Regions from separate parts of the Anas platyrhynchos genome. Here region 1 is linked to region 2. The links are chromatin contacts, called in public Hi-C maps. All regions are on one chromosome and are shown on one strand. The core of a region is the stretch at or near the end of the contact, and the rest is flanking DNA. Distances in the headings are between cores, read along the strand shown.

Region 1 (4,254 bases), core at 1,317-3,816, 43 kb before region 2:
CTTGCACTCTCTCTATGCTTGAGCTTCAAGAGAGGCAAGGGTATGTTTCTCTTGGTCAGCATGGAATGAATTGCAAAGGCTGTCTTCTCAGACTACTGGCACAGGCCAAGTGTTTGGAGGGTGAAATGAAAAAACAGTTTCTTTAGTATATTTCTCCAATATTGTAACAAAACCCCGTACTACCAGCAGGAAAGGATTAAAATTCTGTGTTAGTGCGGGTGGAATGGAATTTGGAAGGAATAAACAAAAATAATCCTGGGCATGATTCCAAGGGAGTTCATAAGAAGAATGCCACAGGAATAGTGTCTGTCAAAAGACAAGAGTCTAAAAACAAATTGATTCAGCTTTCAGTGCCAAGAAGATTTGAATACAGGGAAGAGTCTCCATCTTCTTGAGTGAAGTTACGCACAAAGATTGTAAGCAGTGAACAAGACTTTCAAAGAGCCTTTCTGGTAATGAGAGAAGTGAGAATATCTCTGAAGATAGCAGTCTATTTTAAGCTACATGAAAAGAATAAACGGACTGAATTCCCTTCCCTATGACATTTTGAAACCCCCAAAAGCAAAACCCACAGCATTTGGAAGTTAAGCCTACTAGGCAAACATACTACAAAAATTAAAGATAAAAACAAACAAACAAACAAAAAAGGAGACAGAATAACACCAAGGCAAGGGAAGCTGACACTGTCAAGCTGTCCAAAAGCAGGAAGAGGTCATTATGAATTAAGATTTCAAGGTTTAAGATGCTTAAGTGGTTGTGAGGATTCAAATTCAGTGCTGGGATGATTTTTCATGTGGTCTTCCAGAAAGATGAGTTTCCTATATAAATAAATAAATAAAGAAAAGAAAACAACCAAAATTCCCCAAAGAAAACAAACAAAAAATGCCTATATGTAAGTAATTACAGATGAATAATAATAATAAAAAGGAATCAGATGCAATATGTGCTTCATTTTATTGGGGACTCAACAACTGTTACAATAAATTTTACAGACAGACAGATGTGGCAGCAATTAACAGATAAAAGCTTTCTATGAGAATTCACAAAAGTGTGGAATGAGTTGTGATCCAGTGAGCACAGATGAAGCTCCATATATCTGTAGGGACAAACATGAGAATTTTCCTCCAGCCCTGAAGGACATAAAATGTTCAAAAGAGATTCCAGCAAAATGGAGGATAATGATAATATTAGTGAATTAATATTGAATGAAAGGAGACTCAGCTCTTCAGAAAACACTTTCTGTAATCAATGTAAGACACCTAGGACATCTGATGTGGTCTACAACCCTAGCTGTCACACTCTGAAGAAATAATAAGCAAAAGATGGAAAAGCAGCTCAGATCACTGCTAAATTTTGCATATGATGTTTTTTGTTGAAGTGTTCTTGCATGGCCAAGTAAACCAGTTATGTGCCTTGAAGTTAAAGTAGGATTAAAAAAAAAAAATGCTTGTTTCAATATGTCTGTGTTATGAAATGGAGAATTCTAGAGAATTTTGTCACTGGAGGGATGACCCAGGATACTAGCCAGAGTTGGATTTAACCACCATCTTTCTATATGATAATAGATGATATATAATCTTGTATGTCTTCATTATTTACATATGTAAATCAGGTGTTCTTATACCACTGTAATGGAAAATTTGGTGGGGGGGATAAAAATCAGGAATTATTGTGAACTACTTCAGTACTGCCTTAGTGAAGAATACACAAGCATCAAAAGATCTTGGCAAAAATCAGTCAGGCCAAAAAAATAGGTTGCTAGCTGATACCTAAAATTCCAAAGACAAAAAAATTAAGAGTTCAGAGTCATCAGTGGGACAGTTCTAAACAACAGAAGTGATGAGAGTTGTGGATAAAACAGTGCAGTCAAAAGCAGCCCTTCTGTCACCTAGAAAATAACATTGTATTAAAAAAAATAACAGATTTATTCCCTTATACGCTGATTCTTAGAAAAGAACAAAGTGATAAAATGCAGAATGCAAGCAATTGTACAACATCAGAGAAGCAGAAAGCACAGATTACATTTTAAATGAAACCTTGGAACATGCCAAGATCTTGGCCATCAGTCCAAAACTTAATGCAAGGGTTGAAGGCCCTCTGATTGCAGCATAGTGTTTCCTTCAGTTTGTCCTTTTATCTTACTTCACTAGAGAATAAACATTTGTAGATTAAAAGCCAAAGATCCTATTATGGTTCTTCAGTTTCTGTTCCTCAAACTGAGATGCTGAGGTTCTTTAAGTACATATTTCATGGCAAAAAACTGTGGAATTGCAGAGTGCTTCTGCATCATCCACAGCATATAAAGCAAAGATGAAGAGTATCATGTGATTAGATCTCCAAAACAAGTTTGCATTCACTCATCTTATATTGTCTGGTTAAATTCATAGAAATTCTTTGTGGCACTAGCACATTAGTCTACAGAACCTCTTTTCATGAGATACTTTCAGCATTAAAGAAGATGTTAAATGCAGCCTGTTCTTTTCACCTGCCCCCCAGACCATCTCAGCTTAGACCACTTCTTGACAGTGTGCAGAAGAGCCTGGGGAAGATCTCTCATCCTCAGTATTCACAGCCACCCCCACTCACAGCACCCACGTTTCTGCTTTGCCACTGGTGCTGTGTGGGCAGGCAATTAGTATGTGGCTTGCAATCTCCATCTATGGAGTGGGTTTCTAAAGCTTCGTGTGTCTCATCTACTTCATTCTGGAATCCACCCCAAACCTCCCACCAGCCAAAAATCAAACAGCTTTACTTAATTCTTTCCACACATACCTCCTTCAGGCAGACTAATGATCTGGGGCTGCTTGTTTCTTTATATTAGGAGGGTGCAGCTCCTCCAACACAGTAACCATTTGATGATATTCAGAGTAGTGTCTTTCATATCCCAAACTTTTCACTATCCTGTCAGCAGCTCCTTGTGAATTCCTCTCCATCACTGGTAAGCAAACCTTAAAAATAAATAAATAAATAAATAAATAAAATAAAATCCACAAAGCCTTCATTTTCTCTGGACCTGATAATGTTAGATATCCTTTCCTTTCAGTGAGAAGACTATTTTGTTTTACAAAGGGTCTTTGGGTCAAGAGAGTTTTGGGTGTAAGCAGATAAGATATATTAAAATTGCCTCTCTGAGATTATAGGTGCCTTGTATATCAAGTTTGACCAAAATATGTTTTGAAATGTCCAGGACACTGTGTTCTGTAAAAAGTAATTGTGAGTGGAAACTTTGAGCAACTTGCAATAATAGTACTGCTGCTGAGCAGCATTATGTACTGATATATTTTCAAAAACAATCCTTTATGTGTCTATTATTTTTATCACTTTGTTTCTTTGTTTTCCATTTCTTCAAGATCTTACAGTTTCTGAAATGATAGTATGAAACCAACGCAAACATTATTTTATAGGGAGTTGTTTCCAAGGACAACCATAAACAGTTTTAGCCACTCTGGGATTACTCCCTGGGTAAAACTGGAATGTTACCAAACCCAGTACATCTGTGTGGGCAAAGGCCACTCCTTTGCAGAGGTCTAGCATGGATCCTGACCACCAGCTAAGTTGCCCTCATGCTGTTGGGGTATGCAGCTCCAAGTCCCTGTTTCATACATGCACATGCACATATGGCCATAACAATGCTCAGCTGGAATCATGCATGACTGTGGGAAGCGGCATGATATCAAACCAACAGGAAGCAGTGGAGGAGTAGCTGAAACCAGTCCAGCGTAGGGGACACCCATATTGAGAATGGAGGAGGAAAATATCTGAGCTGAACATGTCAGGAACAGGGAAGTAGACACAGCCCTAACACAAAAGCATCTTCCTACAGCTCTGCATGCAAAAACACACACACACACAATGTCTAAATCAGACCTATACAGGCAGAAAGTTTCATAAAAAAAAAAAAAAAAAGAATAGTTGTAATATTTATAGAAGTAAAGCATTTTCAGGTACAGATTATGATGATGCACTGCAAACCGTATCAGACCCACTCCCCACTACATCCTTTGTCAGTACTCTATGAAAAGAATCTTCTTTCCAGCAACATACCTATTAGAAACACATGCAGGTCTAAACAGGATCAGTTCATTTTGTTGCTGGTTGTTCAAATATATATTCACTGGTCTATTCTTTCCATGAGGATCCAGAATTCTAAAAATGTAGATGGTAGGAAATACTGTGGTTTTCTACTGTGCTGTAACATTTTAAACTACATATTGGTGTCTTATGATCCATAGGACAGATAATTGTGTAAAGTAA
Region 2 (4,587 bases), core at 395-2,894:
CTGTCATTATCAGCTGCTGAGCGAGACAGATGCACCCAGATCAATATCAGTGTCCGATATCAAAGAGCTATTGTGGCGGTACCGAGCGGTTTGAAATAAGGAGAACAACAAAACTATTTTAAATGATTAGGGCTAGCAAAAATCCCCAGACTTTCTCCTTTCTGTTTTGTTTTTGTTTTCAGAGGCAGTGGATTCATCACCGTTAAAGGAACTGAAAGTCCTCTCTGCCCAAAGTAGTTTTGACCATTATTGATTTAATTAAACTCTGTTTGCTTAAGACTGCAGTGGGAAAGGGCTGCAAATCAGCACTCTTCCTGATCTCTCCTAATACGAGAGTATCTGTTCACTCAGCTTGGGAATCAGCATGTCCTTTAGCACAGCTGAAAAGGGACTAAGCTTCTCTTATTATGCTGTCTAAAAATACAATGCAGGAACAAAGCAAAACATCTTCAGGGCTTTTCTTCAAAGCCGGACCTGGTGAGCAGAGAAATCCTGCACATGGACATGTGTGCTCCCTGTGCTGACATCCCTATGCTCCCCCCAAGCTGAGGGGGTCTTGGTTGCACTGGCATTATGTGTCAAGGCTGACTTCTGCAGTGGGCTTTCTGTTTCTCGTCATTTGTGTTGTCAAATAAAATATGACTGTAAAGAAGCATGCTATCTTAGCTTTGTACAAATTATATACCAAGGGATGAATTCTGTTTTACGCAAAGATATATTTCTCTGGATATTTGAAGATTTTATTTAATTATTATTATTTATTTTTTATTATTTTTAACAGCTGGTATGTTAGGGTATTTCTGAAGGATCATTTTCTCATATGCCCTTAAAAACACTGCAAGCTGTTGCAGAGAATTCCGTAGTTTTGGGGCCAGGAACAGAAATCCACAGGTAGAAGTAGGGAGCTTATTTCGCAGCCCACACATAGATACTTCTGTTATGCAAGGACAGCCCTGGCAGAAGGATTCCTAGGAAGTTCTGGCCCCTCATATTTCAGATAGGGAAGAATTTGTGACGTATGAGAAATGCACCAAGGTGAATCACGTGTTTCTTTCCATTGCTTCAGCTGGGTGACTGCTGTGCTACTGGTACCTCAGAAAAGAGCCAGCAGTTAAAACAGATATTTGTCTTCTGCCAGTTCTGCGGGTGGCTCATCTGTTTGCATTATGCACTCTAGCTTGTAATTGCATTGCTGTATATTTGCATGTGTGTGTAAACTGCTCGCATAATCCCGCATATCCTGATAAAAGCACTGTATAAAGATGAGGAGGCACAGTCTGCACGGTACCCCACACATACATTTCTCTTAAGTGCAAGTCAGGTACTTGATAAGCAGATTTGCATCAGGAAAAGGTCGAGCTCTGGCATCATTCCGGGCTGGGGAGAGGCACTGAGGGCAGCGTTCCTCCTTCCGCAAGGAAATGGTTAAGGCGAGCTGTTTTCCTGCTGCCAGCGCTGCTCCTGCTCCGGGGGCCGGGCGGAGGCAGCCCCGGAGGACCGCTCTTGCCTTCCACGATAAGACAGCCGAGCCCTCACCGCGATCCCCTTGGGTCCCCGAAAGGGGACGGGCAGAAGCGAGCAAACACCGCCGAGAACGAATGGGGGCAGAGGCGGCGGCCGGAGCAGCGCCGGGGCCCGTAGTAAACAAGGCGTCGCGCCGCCTCCCGCAGCCCCGCCGCCCCACCGCGGCCAGCGGGCCCAAGGGGTGCCTGCCCCCGGGCAGGGGTGCGCAGGCCTGTTTCAGCAACACTCTGACAGACCTGCTTTCCTCTGGCAGATCTGCCCGTAATTCAATGAAGGCGGCAGAGGGGAGAGAAGAGAAGCTGCTGAAAGAATTGTGCGGTGCAGAAGTAGGAGGAGGAGGTGGGTTAGGTCGTGCAGGCCGTGGCCAGCAAAGGTTGCTCCCAGGAGGATGAAGCTGAGTGCAGTGTGGATCAGCTTTGTACCCGTGTCTTGGGCTCCCTATTGGGGATAGTCCTTTTTCAGTGCAAGTTTGGCATTGCTTTTCGGTCACAGGAAACCTTGATCCAAAGTCTTTGTGGCATACGCTGGCACAGCTTCCCTACACTGTAGTAGCCATCTACCCCAGGCAAAATGTAGTCCCCTCTCCTTTTCTGATTCTTTTTAGGACATGAAGTCTTACACTCTGCAATACAGAAATGTTCTGCAAGGTCACTCACACGAAATGTAATAAAGCAAGCTTCCTGTTTCCCAGAAGAAGATTATGTCTGAGTTTCTCTTTTTCCCTCTTTTTACTCAAATTGCTATGTGCAATGTGTTCACTTTGGCAGGGTTCAACTGTGAAAGTCGCACCTGGGTCCTGGCTTCTCTCTCATGATATCGGTTTTCAGACTATTACAACATGTGTTTCAGTCTGTGAAGCTGATATTCCAGGGCTTCTGTGACCTTCCTAAATATTGTAATAGCTACTGGCCACCAAGTGACCCTGTCATTCCCTGGGTGCTTAGATAGGTATATCCAGGCTGACCTTCAGCCTGCATCCTGTCTTGCTGACTACTCTCTTATGTCTTCATCTAGGAGGTCAGAGATCAGAAGGGAGCCAGCCAAACTGGCCAAGGGGCAACCCTCACCATGGTGCAGAATAGCTGGAATGCCCTGAGTGGGCCAAAGAAAGTTGGAGGAAGAGGTGGAGAATAACAGCTGAAATCCTGGGGTTGCTGAAAGTCCCTGCACCTCAGCTGAAGCAATTTCATGGCTGTAGTTACACCCGCATTACCAGACCTCAGAGCACTTCCACATTTATGAGCCAGCCTGTGTGCTCTGGCCATATCCTAACTCTGCATCAAAGCTAGGTCTGCACACCAGCCTTCTCCAGCCTCTCCTGCATGTCTGTGGAAATGAAACCTTGTAGGTGAGGGCTGGCCAGGAATGGCAGCGCTTTCCTGATGGCACTCACCCACCACCACAGAATGAGTCTGAATGAGTCTTTACTTTTGTCCCTTATGATCCAGTGGAAAGGCAAATAGATTAGCATAGGTCATTGGCTGTTTAGGGCTGTTAGACTTCAGAGAAAGAGTGCTTACAGACTCAGGAGCAGGTAGGAGGTAGTTTAAAGAATCTGCTTTTTAACAGCTTTCAGTTATCGGTTTCTGCCTCCCATCTGAGACAGTGTGTGACTGTGTACTAATTAATGTGGTAAGATTGGGCCAAACATGCAATACAAACATGCAAAAGCCATTGAGAGAGAATTGTGCAAAACTTTTATTTTTTATTTTTTTATTTATTTTTTTTTTCAAAGATTTAAAGCCTGTATCTTCAGCAGAGAAGGGAATTTTGAGAAAGCATGAATAGATGATAAAGAACACTCCTCTACCATTTGAGATAAGGTCAATACCCTTTGCTGTTTGTACATTAACATTATAGTACCTATGGTAGTCAGCAGAACATTTCTGATTTAATCCAAGTACAACAGTAAACATACACTATAGGTAGTATGTTAGAGTATTTTACTTGTGTGATAAGTTTTGCACTTCTGAAACTAAATATAAACTAAATATATATTTTAATCTAATAATGTTTGCAAATGAGATAACCACATTGGGAATATTTTACCAGGGAGATGGAATATGAATTAAACAGTTAGGGAAGGAACAGTAGCCAGCAGACTAACTGTAAATGCTAGTTCATAGTATGAGATCTATGGAGTACAAAGAGAAGGTGGGAGAGAAGCAAGAATATTTCCAATGAGTAAATAAAAGAACCAGGAGGAGATAGCACAGGAGTCCAGACTGCAGGAAGGCTATGATGAAGCAACTCCTCATAGCAGCAAGGTGTTTGAATATGTAGGCAATTTCTTCAACAAGAGACTTCTTGGGAAGAACAACTGGAAAGCGGGTAGAAGGCAAGAGACAGGATGGCCTGAACCCTGTTAGAAGATGAAAAACAGAAAATTGAGGCAAGAACAGCAAACAGCAAGGGGAAGTCAGCACACCAGAACATGCAAAGCAACAATGGAGTTAGAAAAGGAGCTGAAGAACAGATGAAGAGGAGGAAAGCTGTGAGAGCAGGTCTATGTTGAACTTCTCGGTGAGAAGTTACCGAGGTCCAATCAGAGAGAACAAGCCAAGAATGAGAAGGCTGAAGGCAAGGAAACAGAGAGGCTGGAACAAGGCAATGGGGATTAGATACTGTGGTTGTAGGTGAAATGATAAAATAGTATTACTACAGCAGAAGAGGAAGTGCAAAAGCATTTCTAATGGAAGAAATTATCTCGTGTTGAACTTTACAATGTTCTTCCAGTGGCTCAGTGTCTAGCAGAAGAGAAAATGGGTATGCTGATATTTCCTGTAAGTTTTGTTCTGGATGTCAATTTAACTTAAATAAAATAAAGGATTGGACAGATAAATATATTTGTGTCTTTTTACAGCCATTTTGTCTATTAAAAGACTGACTTCAGCCCTTTAAATATCTGTTTGTAACAGCACTAATGAATTCCAGGGTCCTTCTAAGTAGCTGCTACTATGTAATGGCTCTTGCAGGCATCTGCTCAAACTGTATCCAATTAAAAAAATAAATCTAGGAACAAACTGCTCCCAGTTTCAGCTGGCTGAGAAGTATGAATTCTAC

Evidence for each region. Hi-C and Micro-C count contacts between places; a contact is called where the count stands out from the background.
Region 1: a contact with region 2 is called in a Hi-C map of small yellow follicle, with 1.9 times the contacts expected there. The contact joins two enhancer-like sites. A contact is called at or near these places in 2 of 8 Hi-C or Micro-C datasets (F5 follicle and small yellow follicle).

Annotation. Positions count from the first base shown.
Region 1 is chr1:145,887,188-145,891,441 of IASCAAS_PekinDuck_T2T, reverse strand. All of the region lies in intron 2 of LOC106014386 (a long non-coding RNA gene), which reads left to right. Among named protein-coding and RNA genes, the nearest start is that of IRS2, 160 kb to the left of the region's middle. Within about 2 kb of position 2,566, at least 4 of the 8 cell types and tissues checked have an H3K27ac peak or open chromatin away from gene starts, as enhancers often do. A contact at or near this core is called in F5 follicle and small yellow follicle, where this site is marked.
Region 2 is chr1:145,842,533-145,847,119 of IASCAAS_PekinDuck_T2T, reverse strand. No RefSeq gene overlaps it. Among named protein-coding and RNA genes, the nearest start is that of IRS2, 200 kb to the left of the region's middle. Within about 2 kb of position 1,644, at least 6 of the 8 cell types and tissues checked have an H3K27ac peak or open chromatin away from gene starts, as enhancers often do. A contact at or near this core is called in F5 follicle and small yellow follicle, where this site is marked.